2 separate regions of the Gasterosteus aculeatus genome follow, and region 1 is linked to region 2. The links are chromatin contacts, called in public Hi-C maps. All regions are on one chromosome and are shown on one strand. Each heading gives the region's core, a stretch centred on a gene start, on an enhancer-like site or on the middle of the called end of the contact. The rest is flanking DNA. Distances are from core to core; before and after follow the strand shown.

Region 1 (5,123 bases), core at 143-2,642, 160 kb before region 2:
CAGGAGGACGCCTTTCAATTCACAACTATTCCGATTCATAATCCACGAGTCGAAAGCCACGCGCTCTTAAATTGGCACCATTACCACTGCGGAGGCCCGCTGTGAGATAACACAACGTTAGACTCATCATATGTTTTTAATTATAACTCAAGTCCCCACCCCCCCATCAGTTATTTATAATTTGTATGATATGCAGCCCCCCGCGCCCGTCCCCCTCAATCAAATGTCTCTTTGGACTCACACGGGGACACATTACGGAGCGCTGAGGCAGAACTCCCGTCTCCAAGCTCTCAAATGTCAGTAATTGAACGTTTTATCTGCACATTTTGTTTTTCTTTCTTTTCCTCTTGTACGGGAACAGAGTGACATCTATAGTCTCCTCCGGGGCCGCTCGGAGTCGTGCGGCCCCCCCAGTGTGAGTGCCGGCGTGCCACTGAGCTCCAATAAATGCGTCACACGGCTCGTGTGTCAGCGACGCTGGTGGCTGCTCCGGTCGTTCTGACACATCAAAGTTTTCTAAATGTTGATAGACGAATGGGATTCAAGGTGGTTTTTGGACCAAAAGTCCCCAAAAACAGCTTGCAGATTCATGCAAACTGCAGGGGGCCCTGGGAATGGAGTAATTCTCTGCATGTTCCTCTAGAGAGCAGCAGAGGACCCTAAATGGAGCCTCTCTTTGCCGCTGTTATGCAGGATCCTTTCCTAAACTTGGGGAGCTGATTGGTAATGGAGCCAGTTTATGCTGTACACGCATCACAAATCAATACTCTCTTCTCCCCCCGCAGACTGTTTCACACTTTGACATCAGTCTACAAAGGAAGCCAGCGGAGGTGGAATGGGACACGCCGGCTCGTAAAACGAGCGGCCCTGAAAATGGTTTACTGCCGCAGCCATCCCGCTCGGCGCGGCCCCTTTTTTTCCACCAGCTTCATCAAAAGTTTATTGGCCTGCTGCTGGTGGACATTTGCACCGGCTGGCCACTTGCTGCGAGGCTGACTTCAATAATCCACCCAGAATGCGGTATTTGGATAGTTGTTAACCAGTCTGTGACAACACGGAGATATGCCGTGGTGTTCTTTCTTTTCAGACTTTGTATGTGATGTGTCATGGAAGCCAATAAGCTCCCAGAGCCGAGAACATCCACAGGTAGAAACCAAAAGAGCGTCTTCTCTGGACAGGTGTAGCGACAGCAGGGAAGACGCCGAATAGCCAATCAGAAGAGGCGATACGTGAGGTGGGCGGATTTAACCCCCCCCCCCCCAAAAAAAGAGAGAACAAGACGCTCCTAATCTTTCGGATAGCCGTTTTAATAGGCTGAAGGGGGTGTCAGTCACAGAGAGGAGGCGTGTTCGGACCCCCCTACAGTCCGCGCCGAGTCCCCCACCCGCCACCCGCCACCCCCCCCCGCCCTACCGGCGCTCTTGCAGCGTGGGGAGTGAATGGCTGTGATTATCCTCGGCGTACAACGACCTAAACACCGGCCTGGGAACTGATAAACAAACCGCCAATAACGCGCCGCGTAAAAGCTCTCCACGCACACGGACACCGTGTCAGCGAAGACTCTGACGTGTTTGTTTTTCTCCTCCTTTCTGCTTGCGGTTGTTTATTTCTGTGCGCAATAGAGACATGCGGATATCTTGATTTGGACATGTGAGTCACGGGAGTTATCAAGACAAGCAGCCCCCTTCTTTTTCGAAGATGAAGTTCCTCGCTTGCCTCCTCGTCCCTTTGCTGGTGATCCCATCGAGTGCGGCACAGTCAGGTGAGTGCTTGGATGTGCGTCTCTCTCGGCACCGGGGTCCTCCCCGTCAGGTCAGCCCGGTGAAGCGGGAAGGGGTCCGGCGAGGGTTCACGCGCCACCGGCTGATCCACTCTACCAGTGTGCGTAATGATAATTAATGGGCATGCTATTAAACGCCGCCTGTTGTTGGATCAACATCACGCTGTCAAAAAACTTGACACAACTTCATATGCGAGCTCGTTGACGCTGTTTGGAATCGGCGCACCGAGAGTCACACCTGCGGCAGCCTCAGCTGTGGGATTCGGCGGCGCGCGCGAGGCTCCAAACCCCGCAGTTCCGAAATGTTCCAAAATCCACTGAAGAAATCGAAACTGTGATGAAAGCGTGACTCTGAATACCCGTTAGTTTCATATTGTTCACTCGATGAGCATAAACGCGCCGTAGTTTTAATTGAACCGCTGTAAGCGGCGCATTCATTTAGATGTAGCACGACGCGTCCCCCGGGCCCCTGGGGTCGGTCCCCCGGTCGAAAATGCCCGTAATCCGATGCTCAATAGCTTGCACTTTTATTTGGTACCCTGGCAGATTTGCTGCTGCGACATGTCACATTTGCTGTGTGACATGTTGTTCGTGATTTTGCAACACTGATCAGCAAATAATTGACTTTGCTGATGAGAATTCTCGCCGTTGAACTTTGCACAGAGTCGCTGTTCAGTGAGGACTTTATTAAGCTCCGCTGGTCTTTTTGGTTCGTTCTGTGGTGCAATGTCATGCACAGTCATGTTTTTTTTTGTTTGCCATTTTGTGTTGTGATGATTTTAATGATTTAATGTGAAGCACTTTGTATCGCCTCGTTGTTGCCCCGGGTCTTCATTTTGGGCTGTTAAGCACTTGGTGATGCCATGAATCTTCTGTATTAATTGATATCATCAAGCTTTGGCAAGGGATGCCGTACTGGAATAAAAGAAGCGTAGCAGGATTGATTTTAAAAGGCACAAACTGATTCTGGGTAGGGGGCTTGGGGGGGGGGGGGGCTCCTTCTGAGGCAGGAGAAACAAACACACACTGCTGGCTGGTTGTGGCGTAGGTCTTGCATTGGAGTGGATGGATGAGTGTCAGGCGGGGATGAATGGGGGGGGGTGTTATTTATTCACTATATGCATACACTCCCATCCAACAGATCTGTGATGCAAATCCAGCCCAAGAATCCGAGCTATGCCTCCTGGGACGTTCATCGTGGGTGTGTATGCAGAGTGGATGTTGGTGTGCTGTCCGTCCACTCTCTTCAGCTTTCAATCTTCCCTTTTCCTCTCACCGTGGCTCTAAAGAAGTCCCACCCTGCCCCGTCGATCATGTCCTATCAGGTTGGAGCAAGTTGAGCACGTCGCTTCAGTTGCGTTTAAAGATGGTGATTGAATCTGTCTGCGCGCTCCCGTGGCGAGACAAATGTCTGCTGCATTCCTGCCAGTCAGCTGGTCTGTGGAGCTATATGCAGTATTGTGTGTGTGTGGGTGTGTGTGCGTGGGTGTGTGTTGTGTACAGTAAGGCCACATGCCAAAAATGGAGATGTTGGCACCACAAGGCGCCTGATTGAAGGCTGGTTTGACTGACTGCTGGCTGAGCGAGAGGATCTGAGGACTTCCTCTTCCTTTCAAATAAACATTGAGAAGAAGTAATTCAGAGGACGGGATTGATCCTTATCCTGAAAACTCTGTGGCAAGCTGACAACTTCCTCCTTCATCTTGGACTTGGACATCTTGGCATGCAGGATTTCTTTCTTGATTCACGAAAACTGAGCAAATCAAGCCGATTGTTGCAGTTAAAATTCCCCACAATTAAGCCTGAAGCGAGTGACATTCATGAGACAATAGTTGTGTTGTTTTGGGGTTCGGGGTCAATGGATACAGCTGACTGACATTTACTGACATTATTGATTTAATCAGACAACAATTCTCCTAATTAATCGTCTACTTTGTGGGATTCTTTAATGAGCCATTTAACAAAAGGGTCCACGGTGTTACTTTTGTCATCAAAAACAACCGATGCGTTATCGGAATTGTCGGCATCGATCATCCGTCGATCAAGTCGTCCTCGCGGCTCTCGTTGTGGCTGCCGGTAGGTCTTCCTCAGCCCCCACGAGGAAGACCATGCCATTTAAAGCTCTTTACCGTCCGTCCGTCTCCCACGTTGAGTGGCTTTGAATCCCGTCTTTCCCTGAGCTCCGCTTGTTCGCTATTCGGCTGAATGTTTTTTGTTTTTTTTCTCCGTTGCTCTTTTTAGGCTCAAGCTGCTGTCTCACCTCCGAGGCGATGACGGCAAATAGATTTGTACTACAAAGACAAGAGAGAAAAGACAAAAGAATCACCTGTGAAACAAAGCCGTCGCTTCTGTGAAACAAACGCTGTACGATAAATGCTGCATTCAGTGTGTGTGTGTGTGTGTGTGTGTGTGTTTTGGGTGACATTTTAAAGGCATGCTCTCCTGTGAAATGCGGTGACGGGGGGGGCTGCTGAATGCCACTATCAAATTACTGGGGCGTCCGTCAGCTGGCACACGCGGAGCCCGGCCGAGGCTTTGTAGGCGGAAATGAGAATTTATTATAAGCCAATTAGGTTTTTTTTTTTGTTTTTCTTCTTTTCTTTCCCCCTCCTTTTTTTGATAGCATCGGTCTAGACGGCGAGGCCTTTGCCCGACAGCATGAGAGACGAGGGAGGTGAAGGGATTCAATCCTGCTCGAAAGGACTCAACTGTGCTATCGCCCATCAGACTGCTTCCTGTGCGTCTGGGGGGGAAACATGGCCGCCTGCACAGAAGAGTACAAATTGCAGATTGGTGAAGGTGACTGCGAGGGCCCGTACAAACGTTGGCCCACGGAAACACGACTGAAATCTGCGCCGAGCGCACAAAGATGCTGTTCCCACGCACACAAAAAAAAAGCAGCGTCTTTTTTTTTTTTTTATCTTTGTCTTTCCTCTTCCCAGGCATTCCGATGCCATCCAAAACCCACGTCACGAGCCCCTTAGCTGACATTTCGCCCGCCGCCGGCTGTACAGAGGGGCTTCTGTTCCTCCTCCGTGCAAAACCACCCAAATATTTACACGCGGAATCACAACTGCACAGCATGGGGGAGGAAACGGGCTCCAAGGGGCCCCATGGGGGCGCAAAATAGCGGCTTTGTTGGCCTCCGGCGCTTCTCCGTCCCTCTCCGTCTCCGGCGCCGCGTTTGTGGTGCTTGGCAGGACGGACTTCTTGGGGGGAAAGAAAAAACAAAACCGCGTGCATTGATGAGCGGGGTTTTGGCCGCGCTCGCGCCGAGGCGTCCGGTGCCAACTCCTAGTGCAAAGAAGCCCCCCCCCCCCCCCCCCCCCCCCCCCCCGCCCCC
Region 2 (5,263 bases), core at 415-2,914:
CTCAGGCCTTGCTGACAAAGGGCTGATGTATGGGGCCGCGCGCTCTCTGTGCCGGGATTCGATTAGTGACGCGCAGGCGGTGCGGTCGGCCCGGGACGGGACGGAGGAGTTAGAGCGCTGTCATGCGGGCCCAGCGGGGCGGCAAGCCTCCACTCCGTCTGCCTGATACGGGTGTCACAGCCGCGGGGAGAAGCACGCTGCCTACAGGGCTCTCACTGACTCGAATAACTCTTTTTGCTTTGTCTCTTTTTCCTCTTAAACAGGAAAAGTTCCAGCATACGTGAGAGGAGCGGCTTAACGGGCAAGAGATGTCCAAATGTTGCTTTTTCAAACCTTTGAGAGGGTGGGGTTCGTTTATAATTGAGTTGGTACCATGTTAAAATAAGAAGAAATAGTGGGGAAATATGTCCTTAGTGCACTTAACTGCAGGAGGATCTGTGTGAAAAGTCCTGAGTAAAAATCTAAAAATATGAAACTAAAAGATTTGAAATTGAAAAGCTCCGGATTTGTAGATACACTCAATCAAAGACCAAAGCAAATCCGTTTTTTTTTCAACACTATTCTCTTGTCAATTAGAGTTTTCAATCATTTCATGACATATCTTTGTTTTGGGGGCATGGGTTGCGTGGAGAGGAATTCCAATTTTGAGATATTTCCATATTAGCAATAATTGACAGTGTGCAGAGCACGTCATGCTTTGATTAGCCGTGAGCGGGGGCCTGCGGACTACAATTCACCTTTGAATCATTGAAAACATTTTCAGGCTCCACTTGGCCCGACTCACGTGGAGCCCACTTTCAGCTACTCGCTGTTTTCTGAACAGCCGTCCTTACGTGGCCTCTGCCGCCGTCACGTCCGTCCTCTTTCACCTCCCTCGGATCCGTGCGGCTGCTGAGCGCCGTATTTCTATTCCGGCCCCCATCCTTCCCCCGCCAGGCCGTGTCCGCCGGCGAAGCCAAACAACTTTCCCCACCGCGGTCGCCACGTGGGACCGTGATAAGCGAAGGCGCCTCGGAAGCACGCGCCCGCCTCAAAAAAACACCCGGCGTGAGCGCGCGAACGTAACCAGGTGGAGGTGATTCCGCGCTCCGTGCGAGGCCTCGGCGGGGACGGTGGGCCCCCGACCGGCCGAGGCCCAGCGAGAGACAATCAGCCCGGGGCCGTGGACGGGATTAAGGCGGGAGCGGGCGGCGCGGGGGCCGAGGGGCTGCGGGCGAGCAAGGCGACGGGGATTCTGGGGTGGGGGGGGGGGGTTCTCGCGCCATCAGCAGACCCAGCGGGGGAATGTGAAAATCACCGACCCAGCTCGGGCTCCCAGCCGGGCCACTAATCAGCCGGAGTGGAGTGCAATCACGATGAGGGAGGCCCGTCTGAGGGAGGGACACTAAAAGACACGGCAGTACGACAGAAACCCTTTTTTGTGGGCGGGGGGGAAGAGAATAAGAGGGAAAAGTTGCTGCTGGTACTTGAGATCCGACTGTAGGAGACATTCTGTGTCCCGGCGGAGGACAGAGAGTGAAGTTATTTTAGATGAACAAATGGACGGATTAGATGGACAAAGAAGAAGAAGAAGAACGTCTCCACCATCCAAAGGGTTCAGTATTAGATGAATTTGCTCTACACATTTATGGTTAATGTGCATTCAGATCATTAACACCATCTTCTTTTTCTCTCCCTTTAAGTGTGCCTGATTGCATTGCTCTCAACTGATGAATGCACTCAACACGAGAGGTTATGTTTATATAACTGGCAAACGTGCAATTACGAGTCCCATCACCATCCTCTTGAGAGGAACGCGGAGGAACAAAAGAGACGGATCGAATGCTCGAGGCAAAATTACAGACTGCCGCTCATTGATTGTTACGCAAACACAAAGAAGTCCTGAGTTGTTTTACAGACGAGACGGAGGCACGCCGCTTCTATACCTCAGGGGTGACCGAGCAGGAAACGGCGGGGGTCATTTAAAATCACACTTTAATTTAACGGAAAATGACGGCCATTGTGAACGCGCTCCGTATCGAGTTTAATCCCTTAAAGAGAGTCACTCAGGGCACCGGCATGCTTTGGTAGACAAATAGCTGATTTTGTTCATTCACCTTGTTCATCGACTGTATGGAAAGGGAAGGGGGGGGGGGGCTGAGAGACGGTGTAAATTCTGCAGTGTGTGTGTGTGTGTGTGTGTGTGTGTGTGTGTGTTATGTGGTAATGTGGATACTTAACGACTCTTTTATTACTTGTCTTAACATGATTCAACATGAGTGATCCCATTCAGGGGACAATTGAAGCAGTTCAACAATCACATGTGAGTGGGACCTCGAGGGGTTCAGCCCCCCCCCCCTTCAACGAGGCCACGACCAACAAAATATCACTTTAAGAGACAGGTACCAACTAGGAAGAGACACATCATGAGCTGAAATAAACATTAATCAGTACAAAGACACAAAAAGACTGAAAAGACAAGCAGCAAGGAGACACAATGAGACCAAACAACGAAAAGAACTACACAATCCCCCCAAAATTGCATGAATACTTCTGAAATACCGAATCAATTACAGACAGACACAACGCTACAGCATTAGGGGGCTAAATGGAGTGTGTCTCACAATCCGCCCATGGGTGTGATATCTGTTTGTCTACACAATCGAGTTGTCTCCTCACAGTCCAGTCAGGTGAGTCATTGCCTTTGCATTGTTCTGCTTCACTTTTGTGCACACTTTAGGGTACAATAACCATGAAAAAAATCCGCGGTGAGCCAGAATTACTCTCTGAAAGCTTTCGGTTTTTGTCCGCCTTGCGTTTCTCAGGAACCGATTGTTTGCCCTCAAGACTGTAATTACCAGATGACGCCGTGTGGCTTTCATGCTATTAGCACTTATGAGATGACCTTGAATTTTTAACCCGACGGCAGTTTTTTTTTTTCCTGCAGTTTGCAGTCTGCACTGTCGTGACAAGAAAGCTGTTTTTCTCTCATTTCATCTGTCGCTGCAACTGGTCCCGAATAACGTCTGAAACACCCGACTTTGAGGAAGGTGGTTCTGTTGTGCTGGACTTTGTTGTTGAGCTCGGTGAAGCATCCGTGGCTGTGAACCCCACATGACAGGTCTGCTTGAAAGACGAAATAAAGGCTTTGAACTGCAGGTCAGGATCACAGGCGCCCGGGTGACCCCCCCCCCAAAAGCAAAAGGACATTTTGCGCATCTGTCAACCTGTGGATATTTGCTTTGGTGAACTCTTTGCCCGTCACTGTGTTTGTTTCACATCCGTCTGCAGAAATTCTTCCTCTTTAGTCTTGTCCTTCCTGGTCTACCCTTCGTTAACACCAAGTTACCACGTTTGTTGTCCTGTCTGGAAGCAGCTATACGTGTAAACAACTAGTAATCACTGCGAGTTCTACAAAGACATATTTTCATTTCCTGCAGGAATCAAACAACTCAAACTTTGTGTCAGTTGAAGGTGTGTTTATCTTTTACATTCTTCAAGGAAACAGGCAACATATCGTTTTTTGTTTCTTTTCTAGTTTCAGGGGGCTGATTTGATTCCTGGAACATGCTCACTCACCGGAGCACGGGAATGAAAGAGATGAGGAAGGACACCTGAAAGCGAGTCCTTGCGTGACATCTATGAGTTATGACAGCTCGGGCCTGCTCTGAAAATCTGCAATCTGGTGAGAAAAACAATTGCCATGTGAATTTCTATTAGTCAAACCCAATGACATCCAGCTCAGAAACCTCTTACAAGGTCCTGACTTCCAATGTCAGTAGTCCCCCGTGATACGATGTCCTTTTGTTCAACTTTTTTTGTGTGTTTTTTCTTTTTCCGCCTAAATATCATCTCGGAACAAGGATCTCCGCTTGTGTCTCCGGTGCTTTTGTTGTCATGGGGGGAGTTTGTGCGTGGACAATGGCTCCGTCTGACAGCAGCGATAAGGCTCCTCCGGTTGCTTTTGTATCAGTATGCATCACTCTCACCAGCACTTGTGTTCCCACAAGGAGGAGGGAGGGGAGGGGAGGGGGGGCGGGACATCCAGACGTGAGTGGAGTCCGGGGGGGCGAGTGCGGGCTACGATCCCCTCGGCGCTCCTACTCCGCTAACCGAAATGTTCTTTTCTTTTTCCGTGTGTATTTAGCCACGAGATCTTTGTGCTCTCTGCAGCGTTTGTTCGTCTCGAGGGGCTTTGTGTTGGAGGCAAGCGTGAATCGGCTTATTAGAGGTTTCCAAAAAGGGAACATGTGAAACTAGTCAGCCTGTTGAGGTAACAAAAATGTCTGTAATTCATATTATGTGGCCGGTGAAATTTGTTCAAAACTCTCATCAGAAAAATGTTCCACTTAACACATGAAACGTGAACCGACTAATCGATTCAGGGCGAGCGGTTGGGGGGGAAGAGTTTGCTCTGCCGGCTTCACGATTCCCTCCACGTTCCTCTGATTCCCAGCGACTCGCCGGTCGATAGCGGCCTTTGAGCAAGGCAGAGGCCCCTGTCGTGCCTGCAATTCGCCAGGGTTTAGCCGCGGTCGGCCATTGTTGCGGCTAAACCGTGACGGATTCGGCGGCGGCCCGCTTCCCCCCCATTAGTCGGGCCCGGCGGGTGAGAGCACAGACCCGAGGTCCCCTAATGGGAACGTAATGCACTTCTACGTACCTGCGGCCAAATAGAGAGAAAGCGGCGGCTGTTTTTTCCTCCGCGGGGGCGTTAGATCTCCGCAGTCAGCGAGCGCGACGTGTATCGTAAGCAGAAGTCTCGGCTCCAAATTGGAACCGGGGCATCGAGTTCTCTCGTGTGCTTAGCGGAGGGATCGCTGCTTTTACTGGGGAGGAATTGTGTGTTTTATGACAGGGCGGTGTGTGTGTGTGTGTGTGTGTGTGTGTGTGTGTGCGTCAGGGGCTGCATACTTACCACTAGCTTATGTGCGCTTGAATAAAAATGTGTCCACTGCCACATGTTGCCTGAAGAGCAGATTGAAGTAATGGGTTTTTCCCCGATTCTGCTTTCACAGAAAATTCCATTTATAGCCATTCGTGCAGAAGAACTCGTCTTCTTCTTAAGCACATGTATTAGGAATGTGCCAAAATCCCCGGCTGTATCAGCACTTGCAGCGACTCTCTGCTTTTAAGGGTCCCCCAAGCAAACCACTGGGAAGCACGCGGGCGGCGTGGCCCCCTCGGTCTGTTTATACCAGCGGCTGCGGCCCCGTGACTCTCCAGCCACGCAGAGGGCCGAGCGGCAGGCCGGCTGGTGGTGGTGGCCGTGACCCCACGAACC

Evidence for each region. Hi-C and Micro-C count contacts between places; a contact is called where the count stands out from the background.
Region 1: a Hi-C map of skeletal muscle shows a contact between it and region 2, with 8 times the contacts expected there. The contact joins the promoter of LOC120825010 here to the enhancer-like site in region 2. A contact is called at or near these places in 2 of 6 Hi-C or Micro-C datasets (both in skeletal muscle).

What each region holds. Positions count from the first base shown.
Region 1 is chr1:26,839,056-26,844,178 of fGasAcu3.hap1.1, reverse strand. LOC120825010 (receptor tyrosine-protein kinase erbB-4) reads left to right here and starts at 1,392. Exons shown (of 27, transcript XM_078100196.1): 1 at 1,392-1,762. The coding sequence starts at 1,699. It overlaps LOC120828705 (receptor activity-modifying protein 1), which reads right to left and starts at 103. Exons shown (of 3, transcript XM_040192225.2): 1 at 1-103.
Region 2 is chr1:26,680,527-26,685,789 of fGasAcu3.hap1.1, reverse strand. No RefSeq gene overlaps it. Among protein-coding and RNA genes, the nearest start is that of lancl1, 8.8 kb to the right of the region's middle. Within about 2 kb of position 1,664, at least 1 of the 9 cell types and tissues checked has open chromatin away from gene starts, as enhancers often do.